Linked DNA regions of Sus scrofa: region 2 is linked to region 1. A link is a contact called in public HiChIP or PLAC-seq data. All regions are on one chromosome and are shown on one strand. The core of a region is the stretch at or near the end of the contact, and the rest is flanking DNA. Distances in the headings are between cores, read along the strand shown. Region 1 holds the start of PRKRIP1 (PRKR-interacting protein 1). Region 2 holds the start of LRWD1 (leucine-rich repeat and WD repeat-containing protein 1).

The links. HiChIP or PLAC-seq counts read pairs in DNA pulled down with a chosen protein or histone mark.
Region 2: an H3K27ac HiChIP or PLAC-seq map of alveolar macrophages shows a contact between it and region 1. The contact joins the promoter of LRWD1 here to the promoter of PRKRIP1 in region 1. A contact is called at or near these places in 4 of 47 Hi-C or Micro-C datasets (fetal skeletal muscle, liver and omental adipose tissue) and 1 of 2 datasets of contacts at active chromatin or transcription factors (alveolar macrophages).

Annotation. Positions count from the first base shown.
Region 1 is chr3:9,722,669-9,725,352 of Sscrofa11.1, forward strand. It overlaps PRKRIP1 (PRKR-interacting protein 1), which reads left to right and starts at 1,320. Exons shown (of 7, transcript XR_002342313.1): 1 at 1,320-1,501; 2 at 2,179-2,257.
Region 2 is chr3:9,804,899-9,807,582 of Sscrofa11.1, forward strand. LRWD1 (leucine-rich repeat and WD repeat-containing protein 1) reads left to right here and starts at 1,353. Exons shown (of 15, transcript XM_021086276.1): 1 at 1,353-1,588; 2 at 2,067-2,301; 3 at 2,408-2,524. The coding sequence starts at 1,509. ALKBH4 (alpha-ketoglutarate-dependent dioxygenase alkB homolog 4) reads right to left here and starts at 1,332. Exons shown (of 3, transcript XM_003480995.4): 1 at 1,169-1,332. The coding sequence starts at 1,291.

The DNA of each region.
Region 1 (2,684 bases), core at 70-2,569:
CAAACCCGCAACTTCACAGTTACTAGTCAGATCAGTTTCCGCTGCACCACAACGGGAACTCCCTGAGCCATAGTTTTGACCTAAGCTGTAGCTGCGGCAACACCGGATCCTTCACCTGCTGTGCAGGGCTGGGATTGAACCTGCGTCCCAGTGCTCCCAAGATGCCGCTGATCCCATTGCGCCACAGTGAGAACTCCCCATCTAGCAAGTGTTTATTGAGTATTGTGCCATAGGCCAGGCCTTGCCCCAGGCACTGGGACTATACCAATGAACAAGACAGAACTTCCACTCTCTATGAGAAATATTCTGAATACCACCAGGAACACACTTATCGTTGAACGAATTGGGCTCAATGCCTCTTTTGAGAAGGAAGACTGCATTTACTTCAGTAAGAGTGTTTAAAAAGACTTAAAGAATTTGGGCCTGGGTCAGGTGATCTGGGGGAGGGTTCAAGCAAGTGGGCTTTTTCTCTGGACTAGATGTCAGGAAGCTGGGACGGCTCTACAATTGCAAGCCTTAGTAAATATTTAAAGTGGGAGGCTAATGCTATAAAGAAGCAGCAGTTACTCATATTAGTCAGAATGGGGAAATGTTTCATATTGTTGGAATCAGACCAAGACTGATTCCAACAATATTCTTGTTTTTATTTGACTTTGAACATGATTACAGAGCAGTCTTGTTTATGCCTTGCTCCATCATGGCCACACAACGGCCTTGCACGATGGCGGTGTTCTGGAAAATTGTTTACGTCCCGCTGAATACCAAGGCCTAGCAGTGAATGCCAGGCCAGCTCCCAGATGTGAGGGGCAGCTACCCTCCTTATCATAAGAAAGCCCGTTCACTCGACCGAGGTATAGTTGCAGGGAGCCAGGTGCAGAGTAATTCGAGGTGAGAAAAGAGAAGCAGTGCCAGTCCTCAGGGAACTCACAGTGACTTGTTCGCGCTGTCTTAAGACTGTCAGAAATGGGAGGAGGAGCGGTCCAGACAAAGGCCCTGGGGGCGGGGGCGGGGGTGGGGGTGGGAGTGGAGGATGCTCAAAGCCATTAGCTGAGCGGCGGCGGAGCCACAGTGCGCGCCACGACTGGAAAGGTCTGCTAGGGCCGGACCCTCGGGCACGCAGGGCCACCTCTCCCCCAGGGGCAAGAGCATTCGCTGCCCTCATTTGCTCAGAAACAGGAAATGAAATCTAGCAGGTTTAATCAATATAACCCCTCTCGGCCTTGGGTTCATGAATATTCAGCAGCCCGCTTCCGGCCGGCAACTCCGCCCCAGCCCCGCCCAGCGAGGAGACTGCGCGTGCGTTGCAGGCGCGCGGCTCTGTCGTCATACGCGCGCCGCCGCTTCCGCCCCTCCACAGGGAGGCTGGAGAGTAGTCATGGCGAGTTCAGCTGCCTCCTCGGTGCGACCGCCCAGGCCCAAGAAAGAGCCGCAGACGCTCGTCATCCCCAAGAATGCGGCGGAGGAGCAGAAGCTCAAGCTGGAACGGCTCATGAAGAACCCGGTGAGACAGAGGGCTGACGGCCCCCCCGAGTCCCACCTCCTTCGGTTCCGGCATCTCCGGACGCCTGCGGGTCCACTTTCCCCCCCTCTGAACTCTAGAACTCAGAACCCGAAATCTAGAGTCAGACCTGAGGAAGAAGTAGGCTGCCCCAAAGATAGTGAGCTCTCTCCTGCCTTTACATTAGAGCCCAGCCTGGGTGAAGGCTTATGGGGTGGCTTCCCGTGCTTTAAGGCTCTTTCCAGTTTAACCGTGTGAAAAGAAGCCTTAAGTTGGAGAGAGAGAATCCGTGGGTTAGCCCAAGGATATTTTTCTCCTAAATAGCACCAGCTGTTAGAGAGGCATTAGCCGAGACAACTGGGGCAAGTCATTCCCCTCAGTCATGAAAATGTTGGATGCGAAGGTCTCTTCCACCTTTGACTAAGAAGGGTTGACTCTCTTCGAATAATAGTTTTTAAAGTCGGAGGTTTCCAGCCCTAAATGATGTCTTACATTTCTGAGGTCTGCCCTGGAAAGTTGTGGGTTGTGATAGAATCCATAGTGTATGGGGAGAAGAAAAGGCAGAGGGAAGAAGAGACACTCGGCTTTGGGTCCAAGGAGCAAAACAACTGTACTTCATTAGTCCAGTTCTTTGTAAAAGCTGTGACTTTGTACATATAAATGCTTTCTGTGTGTTGCAGGACAAAGCAGTTCCAATTCCAGAAAAAGTGAGTGAATGGGCACCTCGACCTCCCCCGGAATTTGTCCGAGATGTAATGGGTAATGTCTTTCGGATGTGGTCTTTAAAGTGTAGATATAAAAACTTTGCAGCTAGTATTTGTTGATTACCTCTCTCATAGGGAGGAAAAAAGTTCACTGATCCAGTATTTCGCTCTTACAGTGAAGGGGTATTGTTGCTATGGCTTGGCATTAGAGTATTTTTTTCTGCATTGTTGTTTTTCTGCTTTGTGTTTTTTGTTTTTGTCTTTTCAGGGCTGCACCCGCCACATATGCAGGTTCCTAGGCTAGGGGTCTAATCAGAGCTGCAGCTGCCAGCCTACACCAGAGCCACAGCACCTCGGGATCCGAGCCATGTCTGCAACCTACACCACAGCTCACGGCAATGCCAGATCCTTAACCCACTGAGCGAGGCCAGGGATCGAACCCACAACTTCATGGTTCCTAGTCGGATTCGTTTCCCCAGCAC
Region 2 (2,684 bases), core at 103-2,602, 82 kb after region 1:
CACTGGATCCAAGCCGCATATGTGACCTAAGCTGCGCCTCGTGGCAACTCCAGATTCTTAACCTACTGAGTGAGGCCAGGAATCAAACCCACAATCCTCATGGATACTGGTCGGGTTCTTAATCTGCTAAGCCACAATGGGAACTCCCATCATTCTACTTTCTGTCTGGGTGAATGTGACTACCCTAGGGACTTCATGTAAGTGGAAACATGCAGTATTTGCCTTTTTGTGACTGGCTTATTTCACTTTGCCTAATGTTCTCAGGGTTCGTCTTTGTTGTAGCAAGTGCCTGGATTCCCTTCTGTCCTTTTCAAGGCTGAATGATATTCCATGGCATGGATGGACCACGTTTTATTCATCCTTTCATCTGTCCCTGGATACCTGGGTTGCTTCCACCTTTCAGCTACTGTAACTGCTATGTAGCTCTTCAAGACTCTGCTTTCAATTCTTTTGGGACATACCCAGAAGGGGGACTGCTGGGTCATATGGCAGCTCTACTTTAATTTTTCTGAGGAACTGCCACTATTTTCCACAGGAACTTTCAAGCTTTTTCAAGCCTGTGGCAGTTGCTTCACTGGCTTCCCAGTCTCCTTTCCTTCCCATCCATTCCTCCCCTTCCCGGGACCTCTCTAAAATTCACATGTAACTCCCTTTAAAACCCTCAAGAGCTCGCCATGGCCCTCAGGGCAAGTCCAGCCTGCCTTCTGTGGTCAGGCCCACCGGCCTCCCTCACCTGAAGCATCACCCACCTTCCCCAGGCCTCGGCCCAAGCAGTTCCCCAGCTGGAACGCCCCTGCCGCCCTCCGTGGCCCAGGGTCCCTTTTTTTATGAGTTCATTGGAATGAATTTCCTCCTTGCCCACTTCCATCCGAGGCCCTCTGCCCCGGTTTTCGGCCCCATCTACTCTCTTCGTGGGTCTCGTCACCGGACCCTAAAGCTTCCCGCCCCAGACACGGGGGCGCTATGTTTGCTGTCAGACTCCACACAAGTTCGGGGTGAGCTGCTGTCGAACCTTACCCACGTCCCAGGCCCTTCGCCACTCCCAGCTCACTCCTCAAAGCCGTCATCTCCTCACCCCGCTACGCCCCCCTCGGTAGGACCGCTGACCGGTCTGATTCCCGGATGAAGAATGGAGTTGTGGGCGCGGCCCTTCTCTCCCAGCCCTCACCTGCGGGGAGTGCTGCCAGGGCGGGTCACCTCCGCGTTGCCGCTCGCAGATCAGACAGGTCCGGATGCCCTTGCAGCCGCATTCCCGAAGGACCTCGGGGGCCGCCACCGCCGCAGCCGCCATCGCCGCGTCCTGGCAGCCAGAGCGCAGGCGCAGGGCCGCGGGGGCCGCCGGGAGTTGTAGTCCGCGGGCGGGACATGAGGCCCGCGGGGCCGCTTCCTTCCGGTCGTCGCCGGCGACGGATTCGCGCGGCGCCACCTCCTGGACTCGGCAAACCGCTGGCGCCAGCACCGGAGTCCCGTGCCGCCGTTCGGGCCACCGCGAGCCGCGCCTCCCCGCCATGGGCCCCCTTTCGGTGCGTCTGCTCATCCAGCGGGGGAGACCCAAGAGCGACCGGCTGGGGAAGATCCGGAGCCTAGAGTAAGGGCTGGGGCTACACAGCCTACCGCCGGGCCTGGGTCGCCGGGCGATTGGGAAGAAAACCTGGGATCTTTCCTCTCTCCCTGTCCGGCCTCGTTATCACCCTGTCGGTTCCACAGAGTCTTTAATCATTCGGCCCAAACGCCGTCTTCTCGCTATGAGACGGGTCTGGTGGGCCTGGGCTGCTGGGGAGAAAATCTTGCATAAGGAATAGGGAGCAACCTGTTGAGATAACTACAGAGGACCTGGAAAGCAGAGACACCTCCCCCCTCCCCGCCCCCAGAGGATCAGGAAAAGAATCCTGGAGGGGGCCAGCTGCTCCAGGTTCTAAAGAAGTTCTAAGCTAAAGGTGGGGGGATGTTGGGAAAACGCGGGAAAATGTCAGGCAGAAAAGCCTTGTGAAGTGCCTGGGTTGCCATGGGTGCAGGTGGGAGGCCCGCACACCCCCTAAGCCCGTCCTCTCTGCCCTTCCCCCCAGCCTGTCAGGGCTGAAACTGCTCTCAGAGCATCTGGACCCCAAGCTCCTGAGCCGCCTGAAGCAGCTGCAAGAGCTGGACCTCTCCAACAACCAGCTGGAGACACTGCCCGCCAACCTGGGCCTGTCCCACCTGCGCATCCTCCGCTGCGCCAACAACCAGCTGGGCGACGTCACTGCCCTGTGCCAGTTCCCACAGCTCGAGGAGCTCAGCCTGGAGGGCAATCCTTTCCTGACAGTAAGTGTGGGCCCCCGGCGGCTCCATGCCCAGGGCCAGCACTCTATGGGCTTGGGCTCAGCCACAGGCTGAGGCAACCACAAGCTCCTCTTCCCTCACCCCCCAGGTCAGTGACAACCTGAAAGTCTCCTTCCTCCTGCCCAAGCTCCGCAAGGTCAATGGCAAGGATGCTTCCTCCACTTGCTCTCAGGTGGAGAACCTGAACCGGGAGCTGACCAGCAGGGTAAGGGGCGGGAAGGTGTCTCTGGTGCTTGGGAGTCGTTGGGGGCCTTGAGGAGCCAGTGATGGAAGTGAATGTTTGGAGGACACTGAGGGTGGGGTATGGGGGGCAGCTGAGCGGTCCTGAGCCTGACAGTGGTGCTTGGCGTCTTGTCTGTGGAGGT